Regions from separate parts of the Rattus norvegicus genome. Here region 1 is linked to region 2. The links are chromatin contacts, called in public Hi-C maps. All regions are on one chromosome and are shown on one strand. Each heading gives the region's core, a stretch centred on a gene start, on an enhancer-like site or on the middle of the called end of the contact. The rest is flanking DNA. Distances are from core to core; before and after follow the strand shown. Region 1 overlaps LOC134485902 (a long non-coding RNA gene). Region 2 has its middle 140 kb from the start of Spry1.

The links. Hi-C and Micro-C count contacts between places; a contact is called where the count stands out from the background.
Region 1: a Hi-C map of kidney shows a contact between it and region 2, with 2.1 times the contacts expected there. The contact joins two enhancer-like sites. A contact is called at or near these places in 2 of 12 Hi-C or Micro-C datasets (kidney and psoas muscle).

What each region holds. Positions count from the first base shown.
Region 1 is chr2:122,713,034-122,715,969 of GRCr8, reverse strand. LOC134485902 (a long non-coding RNA gene) reads left to right here. Exons shown (of 3, transcript XR_010064258.1): 3 at 1-2,908. Among named protein-coding and RNA genes, the nearest start is that of Spry1, 230 kb to the right of the region's middle. Within about 2 kb of position 1,504, at least 11 of the 93 cell types and tissues checked have an H3K27ac peak or open chromatin away from gene starts, as enhancers often do.
Region 2 is chr2:122,626,599-122,629,595 of GRCr8, reverse strand. No RefSeq gene overlaps it. Among named protein-coding and RNA genes, the nearest start is that of Spry1, 140 kb to the right of the region's middle. Within about 2 kb of position 1,330, at least 64 of the 93 cell types and tissues checked have an H3K27ac peak or open chromatin away from gene starts, as enhancers often do.

The DNA.
Region 1 (2,936 bases), core at 255-2,754, 86 kb before region 2:
AGATCTGTGCCAACTCTGGAACCTGGTGAACATTCAATCCGGTGTCGTGATGTCTTGATTTCTACATTAAGTTCCTCGTGGTGCATTTCAAGTCTTTTTCCATGTTGTCTCCTGTGAGAATGAAAAAAATCAGTCTCCCCTTTTCCCTGAGATGCTGTACTCCTTGTGCTTGGAGACAACTGCTCCACTTAATAATTTCAAGATCTTGTACGGTCGTGGCCGTCCATGTGAGTCTCCTTAGGGTCACTCCCAATGTTTCTTTGTCTACTGTTAAGTTCAAAGCTGGATAAATAACAACTGTGCACACACACTTCATGGAATCACTTCAACAGCATTGGAAGTTGAACAGTGAGGACATTCCCATAGTGCTTTTCCTGGAGCCAAGGTCACCATCCTTTCAGAAAGGGGTGTGACTTACTCTGCCTTCATTTCCTGCCAGGGCCTCCTTTTCCCCACACAGAAGCATGGAAATACATCAAGCCAACACACTTCCGGGTTGGTTTGTTTGTTTCTTGTTTCCATTCAAATTTACAAGCCTGAACCCAGGGTCATAGACTATAGATGATTTTTGTGATTGTTCTATTTGGGTCGCTAAAGTAACAATACTTTTCAGAACTATATATTTTTAAAACATAAACGTATAATAATCTTTACATTGCCCTTGTAACTTTTAAGCCCTGTCATGTTGAGGAAGTAATCTTACCTGTCTGAAACTTTGGAATTAGACTCATTAACACATCAAAAATTCTTCTCGTTCTTCAAAGTCCTGGAATTAACATTTCTTTGCATACAAGTTGTCCAGTCATGAGATATTAAATGAAACTTGTATTTTATTGCTATGTATTTGAGATTCTTCAAATCACTCTACTAAGATACTACTTACTGTAGCAATTTTCTAACTTAGGCTCCACACAAGGCAACATGGCAGTGTTTCTCTGTAGAGATTCCCACAGTGCCCTGAAGCTTCTAATTTTCTTGACAGGAGATTTTAAGTACTGAAGTGACCAAAACAGACTACTCTCAACTGGTACGATTACTTGATTTCCTCCAAAACTGAAAATCAAGAATCCCCTAATGTTGAGCATAACTTATCAGCTTCGTGGTTCCAGGAATATTTAGATTTTAACTTATTATCACCACAATGTACTTTTCAGACAGGTGGTGTTTCTGTGTTGATCTTTGAGAAGACAATACAGGTTAATTCTTTTTCTTTCCTTTCTTACTTGTTTTTGTGAACTTAGAGGCAAGTTTTAACTTCTTAGAAAGCTTGAACAGTAAGACAGTTAGGTTAGGCTTCTTTCTCTTTCATGTATACTAGTTTGGGGCAGGGGAGAACCCTTCCTCACGTACACCAGCTTAGAAGCTGGAGGCCCCTTCCTGCAACTGAACTTGACTGCTTTTAACGTTTGCCTTCTTCTGAAGCTCATGTCTCATACTCCTTCATGCTGAACTTGCACTCTGTGCAGTGAACTGACATTCCACAATTATCTTGGGAGCCTGAGATAGTTTCCAACTGGTGAATCATCCAGTCTAAAGGACACTCTGACTGTGAGAAAAAGTTAGAACTGTCACTCAAGTCAACAGACTTGGGAAAGTCAGGAAATGAAGAAAGAGGGCTAACAAGGGAACAGCTGGACTTACCTGAAGAGGATTGGCAGCAGAGTTGAGCTTATACATATTCATATACATATACATATACATATACATATACATATACATATACATACACATACACATACACATACACACACAGTGCTTTAATAAACTTTACACTGACCAAGAAAAAAAGTACTTTATGCATGCAAATGACACATATGGTATTTTCTGCATACAGTTTTCTACTTTATGTAGAAGATGCTTTCAATTTAGGGTTAAATTCCACCACAAGTGAGAATCTTTCCCAGGTAAAGTACATTTCACGAGTGGAACGGTGCTCCATGCTTGGTTAAGATCACTCACTGCTCCTGCAAAGGACCCAGATTCAGTTCCCAGCACCCATGTGGGGCAGCTCTCAACCACCTCTAGTTCCAGTGCCAGGGGATCTGATTGCCTCTCCTGCCTCCACAGGTACCTCTACACGCATAAACATAAACAAATAATAAAATAAAAGTTTAAAAGACAGAATATTTTAAAAGCTAAATATACTATGTTCTTGGTTTAACAGCACGATATGAAGGAATAAAGTTGATTTGGGCCTTCGTGAATGTTTTACTGACATTTCATCATGAACAAGTATGTCTTTTTTGTCTTTTCAGAAAGATTCGTTTTCTCCTCTATTTTTTAAACTGGGAATTTTTTTCACAACATGAGAGGCGCATGCATGTTGGGATATTAGAGTCCATGTACAGAAGCCATACACACTCATGAACAGCAGTCGCATCCAGGTGTCAGATGTCTCAGGTATAGACAACTCTAGCCGACAAAGCAGACTCTCTGCAAGTGTGAGAACTTGAGACTTCCAGAGCCTGAGTTCTGTGCAAATGTCCTCTTCCTCCTCCGTGGGCTCTTTTGCTAGACAATTGACTCAAAGCACTTTCTCATCTATGGCCGTGTCTTTTGACAAAGGGGGCTTACTTTCTTTCCCTGATTGCATGACTGTTATCTCACATGACAGACTTCTGTTTTTAACAAGTTTACCTCCGAAGTTGGAACGCCATCCGCTCAGCTGTGATTCTCCTCTCATTTCCCGCGGGAAACTTTCCTGCTTTTATATGGATATCATATTCTCTTGGTTACTCGCCATATCTTTGCAAATCTTGATGTCAGAAATATAAACAATTCATGTTTATTCTGCATCAAGGCTGCCCTTTCTATTCCTTGCCTTTTACATTTTTGTGTGGATCTTATAAAGATATTACCAACTGGTCCTAAAACAGGCCAGACCTTCACTGTAACACTGACTTTATAAATGAATTCAGCAGAATTTGGAACATCAA
Region 2 (2,997 bases), core at 81-2,580:
AGCCATTCATTCTATGGAGACCAGGATCTATTGTTAAACTCGGCTTTTCCTATGTCCAATCTGGAATACAAATACCATGATTATGTCCTGACTCTACAGTGTGATTTTTTTTTAAGGACTTTTTCATCAAGGTAAGGCTGTAGACACACTGTGCCTTTATTTTCATGATTTCTTTGACATGAAAAAGCAGGTGACTTTGATTTACAGATAAAAGTGGTTTGCACAATGGCCAGTCAACCATGTTTGGATAAGGCCTCCATAAGAGGGGCCATTGTCCTTTGTAAGGGACAACGAAGTGTGATCCTCAGTTCAGACGCTAAAGTGTTAATTCCTGGTACAACAATCCCTCTCTATCATTCTTGTTCTGTAAAAAGCATCAATGGTATGGAGACATGTACACATGCACACACAAACATGCTCAGACACTGGTATATACATGCACACACACATGCACACACACATGCACACATACATGCACACATATACACATGCACACACAATGGACAAATGTGTAAATAAAAACTCTGGGCATGGTAGCTTGCGTTTGTAATCCCAGCACAGAAAAGGTGGAGACAAGGGGGCCTCTATGGTTTGTTGGCCAGCCAGTCTGCCAGCTTGATGAGCTCCAAGCCAGGAAGGGAAACCTGTGTCAAAATTAGGGTAGACAGACAACCCTGAAGAATGATAGCTGAGGTTGTCCTTTGGCCTCTAACATAGGAATAGGCACACACAAAAACAGATAGAAGATAGATAGATAGATAGATGATAGATAGATAGATAGATAGATAGATAGATAGATAGATGATAGATAGATAGATAGATAGATAGATAGATAGATAGATAGATAAGCAAGCAATCAGGTTATACAGTGTGAAATTCAGGCTGTGAAATGGTCCAGCAATCAAGGGTGTCGTGATAACACTATAAATGTACTCCAAAGGCAAAATACAGTATCTATTCGAGGAGTAGATGCTGAGGGAAACAGTCAGCTGGGAAACCAGGAGAGTTTACATTCAGGAGGAATAAGGGCCCAATACCTGACCCCGTGACGGAAGCACCAGTCAGGCTGTAAATGTCAGCAATAGACAGCACCACTGGCCAAAATTCAGAGCGGCCCAGAGGCAAACCTGGCCACAGCATCCAGACCCTACACCCAGGGAGGCAGCCTAGCCCTGTCTTTGAACTCACCTTTTTGCCAGTAACCACCCAGCCTCAGGAAACTGAATGAGCTGCATCTTTAAAAACTTCCCTCTGCCTCAGCTGGGAAGAGAGCCTGGCTGCCTGTGGCTACACTGCCACAGAGAGAGCTCTGCTTCCTCGAGTGGGATCGTTGCCAAGGGCTTGATTGAATATCAGTTCTCCTAGAATTGCTTATGGGAACATCGTTGCTGTATGGCCTAAGCCGAACAATCCCAGAGTCACCTGACATCCTCCATCCAACATTTAGGAGTCATCAAACTTAATTTCCCCTTTGTGCAATAAAACACCAAGAGGAAGCTCTAATAGACTGTATTATGTAACGGTTCTATAAAAATAGCAGGCCAGCACTGGAGCACTTCCTTCCTGGGGCCCAGTAACCTACGCTGAAAGGATACACACTGGTTGCCCAGGCAACCATGAGAGATGACACTAGGGAGGAAAAGAATGAAAGGAAAAAAAATCAGCAACAAAAGGACCCTTTTTTGGCTCAGCAAAATGAGGCCTGGTGTCAAGCTTGTGGTGCAGAGAGAGGAGCCCTCAGCGATTCCGCCCAGGCTGCAGTAGCCTGCAAAGCCCTCTGTAGCCTCCCTTTTTTAGAGAGGAGGGAAAGGGCCTTCACAGATTAGTGCTCCTCTCCATTTTAAAACGCAGCACCGTTCTTAGCAACCAGTAATCACCATTTACTCCCTCCTCTCTTGCCGCCAGAGCTCAAAAGCGATTACTGTCAGCTCCACACACTTGTCCTTTTTTATTTTCTCCCACCTCTGTCTAGGGCTAGGTTATGTAGGAAGTATGTAATTTAGAGGCAATAACCTAACTTAGAAAGGGAAGCGGGGATGCGCAAACAGCACCGTGCTTTAAATGTGGGCAATACCTACTTCTGTGATCCTGCCAGACATCAAAGGACTTCGTTTTCCTGGGTGGCAGCCTCCTTTTCTTGAGGCCCTGAATTGAACTCCTCCGTGTTACTAGCAATATTCTTACATTCATCGCCTCCTACAACAGGGCTGCCACTTAAATTTCTGAAGTTTGGTTTTCCTTCTAGACAGGGTTTCTAGGCAGAAGGTACCTTATAGGTTCTTCCTCTCATGAGGAGGAAATGCACCCTAGGGAACTTACAGGTACAAGTTGGAGCCTCTGGAAAATAAAGCCCAGGAAGAGTCTAGAGAAATTAAGCTTGGATCAATCATGCAAAGCAAGAGCAATCGCTCTCTCAGCAGGATTCCTCCGATCAAGCTCATGAACAGGCGATGCTCTCCAGTCCACAGATCTGTCTTCGTCCTCATGTAATAACGAGTTACTTCAAGATGAGGTGCTTGGCAGAAAGCACATCCCCCTGGTCAAGTGGGAATATGGTGTATGGAAACGAGGGATGGAGCTGTGTGAAAACCCAAGTCACTATAAACATGCCTGGCCCATGAGCTGGCCTGTGTGAAGGAAGACACTGGAGATAATGAACTACGGGAGAGGGATCCCACCTGTCCTGGCCTATTTCACCCTTCCGGGGGACAGCAACCTCACTTCTGGGCAGCAGCTGCTAGAAGGCAGTTAGCCAATAGCAAGCCCACCCCCCCATCCCCCCCCCCCCGACTCTGGGCAAGTGGTGGTGCGGGAAATCACTCCCTTGATTTTATTAATCTGGGTTCTGGGCTAGAGATTCCAGCCTCCAGAGGGAACCACTTAAAGCCAAATTCCAGTCTTTCCCAGGAGAGTTGATCTGGCCATCTGTGTAGCCCATACCTGGGCTCTCCTCAAGACAGACCTGGAGAGATTAATGTTTAAGCAGCAGATGCTGCG